Regions from separate parts of the Gossypium hirsutum genome. Here region 2 is linked to region 1. The links are chromatin contacts, called in public Hi-C maps. All regions are on one chromosome and are shown on one strand. The core of a region is the stretch at or near the end of the contact, and the rest is flanking DNA. Distances in the headings are between cores, read along the strand shown.

The links. A called contact is a pair of places that touch in the nucleus more often than the background predicts.
Region 2: a Hi-C map of leaf shows a contact between it and region 1, with 3 times the contacts expected there. The contact joins two enhancer-like sites. A contact is called at or near these places in 8 of 34 Hi-C or Micro-C datasets (callus, hypocotyl, leaf and 1 more).

What each region holds. Positions count from the first base shown.
Region 1 is chrD07:38,062,049-38,065,156 of Gossypium_hirsutum_v2.1, forward strand. No RefSeq gene overlaps it. Among protein-coding and RNA genes, the nearest start is that of LOC107954770, 6.7 kb to the left of the region's middle. Within about 2 kb of position 1,558, at least 2 of the 9 cell types and tissues checked have an H3K27ac peak or open chromatin away from gene starts, as enhancers often do. A contact at or near this core is called in leaf, where this site is marked.
Region 2 is chrD07:38,195,070-38,198,055 of Gossypium_hirsutum_v2.1, forward strand. It overlaps LOC107954768 (aarF domain-containing protein kinase 1), which reads right to left. Exons shown (of 17, transcript XM_016890433.2): 13 at 2,712-2,849; 14 at 2,529-2,641; 15 at 2,215-2,286; 16 at 2,036-2,119; 17 at 1,773-1,930. The coding sequence ends at 1,914. Among protein-coding and RNA genes, the nearest start is that of LOC107954768, 16 kb to the right of the region's middle. Within about 2 kb of position 1,477, at least 2 of the 9 cell types and tissues checked have an H3K27ac peak or open chromatin away from gene starts, as enhancers often do. A contact at or near this core is called in leaf, where this site is marked.

The sequences.
Region 1 (3,108 bases), core at 308-2,807:
GGTCAAACCACTAATTTCTAATTCACTCACAATAAAATAGTAAAAATAACTCATTATGGTATTATTTAAAATAGATTAGATAGTTGACCATTTTGCACAATTTGAATGTCACAAAATATTTAAAATTTTATATTATTTTTTTAAAAAAATCTTTTAAAACTTTTTTTCACATATTTTTGGTGAACTATTCCATTAGGGACTTTAAATATAGGTTATTACTATTTTGGTCATCTCTAATTTTATTTTTTTTTGTTAATGTTGTCAGCCGAAAATAAAACTTGATCAAATTAGCCATTTCACTCTGTTAAATGGTAACAGAAGACTAATAGCACATTTCTACCTTAGTCACTCTAAAATTAGGATAAACTACCTGTCAATCATTCTAAATAGGGATCGTTCTTATTTTAATCATCTCGAAAGTTTTTCGTACAAATGAATCATTAGTCTTTCATTATTATTTAACGATGGAGTGACCAATTTGATCAATTTCTTTTCTTTTTGGTGACCAAATTAACAAAAAGAAAATTTGGGAGGACCAAAATAGGAACAACTCCTATTTAGAGTGACTAACGATATAGTTTAACCAATTTCCATATTCCATCTTCTTTCAAGTTTTGACTTCAGATTTTTTTCGTGAGTTTTCAAATTTTCTTCTTCATATTTTGTTTGAAACCTTTTTCTCACAACTCAAATCCGAAATTTTTAAACACTCTATTTTTATGTTTTTGTATTTAAAGTGTGCAAAGAATAGAGAGTGAACAAAGAGAAAGATGAAGCAAATTTGAAAATTCAATAAATTTGGGCTGTTCAAATGTTTAACAGAATCAACCAAGGCGGAAGAAATTAGAAGTTTTGGTTCGGGGCCAGGGGTATGATTGCTGCCTACTAGGGCTGCATTTATTTATTTTGTTTTATTTTTTGCTTGGATTGGGTTTAATAAATTGCAAGGGTTTGGGCTGGTTTTAAGGGATTTTAGTTGGACAAATGGTTTTTTTGTTTGGGCTAGAAAAATTTAGCCCAAAATTTAAAATAGCTAGAATAGTTTTATTAAGAAAATCAACAACAAAATTTAATCAAAATAGTTAAAGATGTCAATTATTTAGACTAATTAATGTCAGTGTGAAAATTGAAAACCAAATTATGTCAAATTAAAACATAAAAAAAAATAAATCTCAAATGTTATCATAATATAGGGATTAAAATTGAAACTTTATCAATATAATTATTAAAAAATAAATAAAAGGTGATTGAAACATGTGTCACAAGGAAGGTATAATACTTAAAAGTACTCATAACATCTTCTCAGCCTAAATAAGAAGACAAAACATGTTTCAATATGCTCAAACCCATATTTTTCTACCCTAATAATAATATCAATACCAATCGAACTAAAACTCAATTGACTTTAAATAATTTTTAACTTTGAGTTATTTTGGAATAATTTAGTTAATTGCTCTCCAATTTGTTTTATGATTGGCACGTAATTATCTTATCATATTTTATGGCAAAAGTACTATATTATAGTCAAATGCATAAAAAAAAGTTCTTACACGGTAATATATTATCGAGACTCTACGTGGGTACTGAGAGGATCTTCAATACTTATAGCAAAAGAATAAAAATTCTTCTATTCCATCCACAATACCAATTAAAAAAAATATTTCTTTTTGTTAGGGAATTGTTTTTATATATTAAAAGTAAACTCATTTTAATTTAACTTCTGGATAAGTCAAGATTATTTAATATTTTTAATTGATATTATAATTTTTGTAAGTGACCAAACACATCTTAACAAAATAAATAAATATATATTTAAAATTTGTCAAGCGATCAAAAACCTCCGCAATTAGAATTTGGTCCTAAATTTCTAAATCAAGGATTCAATTTCTGAACACAAATAGGGGCTAAAATTTTGAAATTGATAGCAAAATTAGACCAAGAAAAAATAAATGAAAATATGATATCATCGACGTATCTGTCAGAAGGGAAAGCGAGTGTTTGTTTTGACGTAGGAACCAACCAACTTCAATACGGAACCAAACAAGGATGTGGCATGCCGAGGTAGGGCTCGGCCCATGTGTTGCAAGTGTAACCCACCGATCCACGACAAAGGTGTTGCCACTTGCCCCCTCTAGTTTGTGTAGCTCCAAAATAACCCCACCAATTAGAGCTATGAAATTCATCCCTGGAAACTGGAAAAGCAAGCATTGATTCATCTCAATTCCTCTTCAAATTTCAATAATAATAATATACGGAGCGTTTTGGATGAAATATGGCTTTGCCGAAGTTTTATTTAAATGGGATAACCACCTCTTTATTAGAGGTGATCATGGGCCGGGCGGCCCGCCCGAAATATGAGAGGGTTTGGGTAAAAATATAGGCCTGAAATATGGGCTTGGGCAAAAAAACGAGACCTATTTAAAAAACGGGTCGGGCCTCGGGCACCACTTTTTCGATCTGGGCCCGGCCCGACCCGATATAATAAATATATTTATTTTTTTAATTTTAAAATATTTTTACATACTTTTTTAATTTTTTTTAATTTTAAAATCTTTTTAAAATATATTTTTTAATTTTTAAATTTTAAAATATTTTTAAAATACTTTTTTTTAATTTTTTTATTTTTAAAATATTTTTTTAATTTTTTAAAATTTTTAAAATAAAAATGGGCCGGGCTGGGCCAGGCTCGGGCTTATGATTTTTTTCTCGGGCCGGGCATGGGCAAAATCTTAGGCCCATATTTCGGGCCGGGCCGGGCTCGGGCCTAGGACCCGGGCCGAAATTTTTTATGGGCCCGGCCCGAACCTGGCCCATGAGCACCTCTACTCTTTATCAAATCAAATCTATACTATTTATTAAATATTTTATTAAATTTATGTCATTTTCAATCGAGATATCAACACGGTTAAGAAAATTATGAAAACGCTATTTCATAATTAAATTAAGTTATATTATTTGAGGATATTTTTAATTTTTATTTAAAAAAGAATAAAAATATATTCATATAATGATATTTGAATCGAAACCAATTGCGTTAGTAAAACTATTAATTTACAACTCAACTAAAGTTTTATTTTAATATTTTATAGACTTTAGTTTTTATTATGC
Region 2 (2,986 bases), core at 227-2,726, 130 kb after region 1:
TAAGTAGGAAAGTGATAGTTAGGGCATTGGCACAAAGTTGAGTTTTGTTTAAATGGAGATGTTTTGAACCTTTGTGGCACATTAGATGGAGATTGAATATGGATGATGTAAAAGTTGAACGTCGACAATGACAATATAAAACGATTGCAAAGAAAAAAGAAAGAAAAATAAGAACACACAAATTTTACATGGAAATCCTTTCGGGAAAAAAATCACGGGCAGAGGAGAAGAAAATTCACTAATGTCGAATTTGAATGATACAAGAGAAGTTTAGATTGCATCTATTTATAGGTTGAAAAACCTTATTATAATCAATGTCAAATAGAAGCAATGTAGTGAGGTTGAAACACCTTATTCTAATCAATATCAAATAGAATAAGTGTACTTCTATACGAATTCCACTTGTACAGCTTGTACTGTATTGTGGGGGCACACCCCTGGTTGCGACCCCAGTCCAGTTTTATACTTAATAGGGATCTGCAGCGGTTGCGGCCCTTGACCTTTGCCCCCACAGATCCCCCTATTTTGCCATTATTTTTTTTAACAAGAACTTGGGTCATGCAACTCTAATAGATGAATTGCATGACAGTTTACAAAGATAATTAGGAGTATTTTAAGGTCAAAGAATGATTGAGAATGATTGGCATTAATTGGAGTAAGTTATGACATTTTTTGAGGTGTTTTTAAGCTTGATTTTAGCTTCCATACACCCAAATTTTGATACTTAGAGGACTTGTATCGATAAAGCTCAAACAAAATGTAAAAATGAATAGTATCAAGGTCAAGGTATCGATAAATTGGGGCATGCATCGATACCTCTACCTTATTTTCTTAATTTATGTTGTTTTTTACATCGAGGGGTCCCTGAATGATCTCTGATTGCAATCGGATTACATATTAAGTTTAGAAATTATTGAAGAAGCCTTAAATAGCTTCAAATAAGTCTAAAAGATGAGTGGAACATGAGTGATGTGTTTGGTATGGAAATGTAGCATTTCTTACTTGGTAAGGGGGTGTTACAATCGTCGTTAATGGTAGAAGTGGTTGCGAAGGACCAATGCTCAAAAGATTTTGGCATTATCCAATGGTAACTGATTAGTAAAACAAACTGGTGGTATCTTAGAGAAAACACACCGATGAGTTGAAGTTGACATTTTTAACGGATTAGTTGTCCCAGAACTTGTTGTCATTAGATAGGATTTGGGCTAAAACTTGCTACCGAATAACAAGGATCGTAAGTGGTTGGACTGGATCCAAATATATACGTGGTCAAAGCTAAAATTAAGTTAAATTTTAACATATGTAATAAAGCTTTAAGTTGCCCCTTAATTGCCCAAATCTAGTCTTATCTAGTCTTTTAGCTAATGCAATGTTTCTTATTTGTTAGAAATGTTGACAAGTCACACTATGCATAGCTTTTGAGTAGGGTAAAAGCTAGAGATGATTCCTCTACGTGCCACGTGACATTGTTCTTGTTAGCATTTAAGTTTTGTACTTTATAAAGCCTAAGCTCGTGTGATCTTTGTACCAGTTGGAACTTGAGCTCTTTTGGGCCTCGCTACAGGCCTTAGCCCATTTGGCCTGGATATAACAATAATGAATGATAAAAATTTTCCGTGATTAAAAATATTTCCAAATGAATGCTTTTATATATAAATCTATATATATAAAACTAGATTTTAAATTCTTATCTAAGTTTGTGTTTTTTTTCTGACGTAAAAAGATTGTAGTAAATTTGCAAATGCTTGAACTCAAAATCCATACCCAGTCAATGGTACTTAAAATAATTTCATAGACCAAGTTTGAGTAATATTCTTGTTCTTACAATTCTTCAGATTCAGAGTAATTTTGTAGTTGTACAATAGAAGCCAATATCAAACTACAATACAGTGCTCCTCGAGCCTTAGGAAGCTTTATCTACTTATGGCTTCTGCTCAAAATTTACTTAGAGTAAAAAACGAAGTACATAAGACAAAAAAGAAAGAAAAAAGAATCTACATTTTGAAGTAGATGTTGAAGAACAGTGTCGACATACCTTTTCCAGCAGCACTCATCTTTCCATAAAACTTATTCAGACATCGCTTCAGCTTCTCCATCCACAAAACCAGATTCATTACCCCTGAAAATGTTAAAATGTTCCAATCATTCAGGTACCCTTTTTTTTATTACCTGACATACCTACATATCAGAACTTAGGAGAAGAAAAACCCTTACCTATAGTAAGCCTTAGAAGAATGTATTCTATATTTCCTATCAATCTGGTATATAGGGCGAATGATGTCAAACCTGAACACACGATTCCTTAAATTGTAAATTAAAACAAAATATGCAACCACAAAATCAGAGCCTTCCAAGAATACCGACGTTAACGGCTCGTGAATATAAAAATCTCTTTCTTACTATACACTCATAAATGTACAGACACAACAACAGATGCATCCATTAGAAGCTCTCCCTGGCTTGGCCAGATAACAACTGCTTTAGAATAAAATTAAAGGAAAAAAAAAGGGTTTAGAAGCAATGTTTACCAGAGCATGGATTCGACTTCGGAGAGAGACCAAGTGAGGCATATTTTCCATAGGTTAGCAACCTCACCCATTTTGAAGCACCAAGCTTGCTTACTGTAGATCTCAGTAATTCACTAAAACAGGAAAGACCAAAATGAGATTAGGAGCTATTGAACTCCAAATAGGCTACTGAATTTATCATACTCTGTCCGCAATATTATGAGAAAGTTGGAAGGAAGAGATTCCATAAACGAAGATATGTCCTCCATCTTTAGAGCCTTCAAATGTTGTTTCAGCTTCTTTTGCTCTTCAACCAACATTCCCTTCCCAATGCCAGATTTACTGCCAATCAGATTACAGAAGGGATAATTACATTGGTATCATAATTGTTATAATATAATAGTCAGTAAACTGAACCTTCAATCTATCCAGTCAACACCTCTCCCAAATCAAAAACACAGAAGGAAAAATGTAAGATG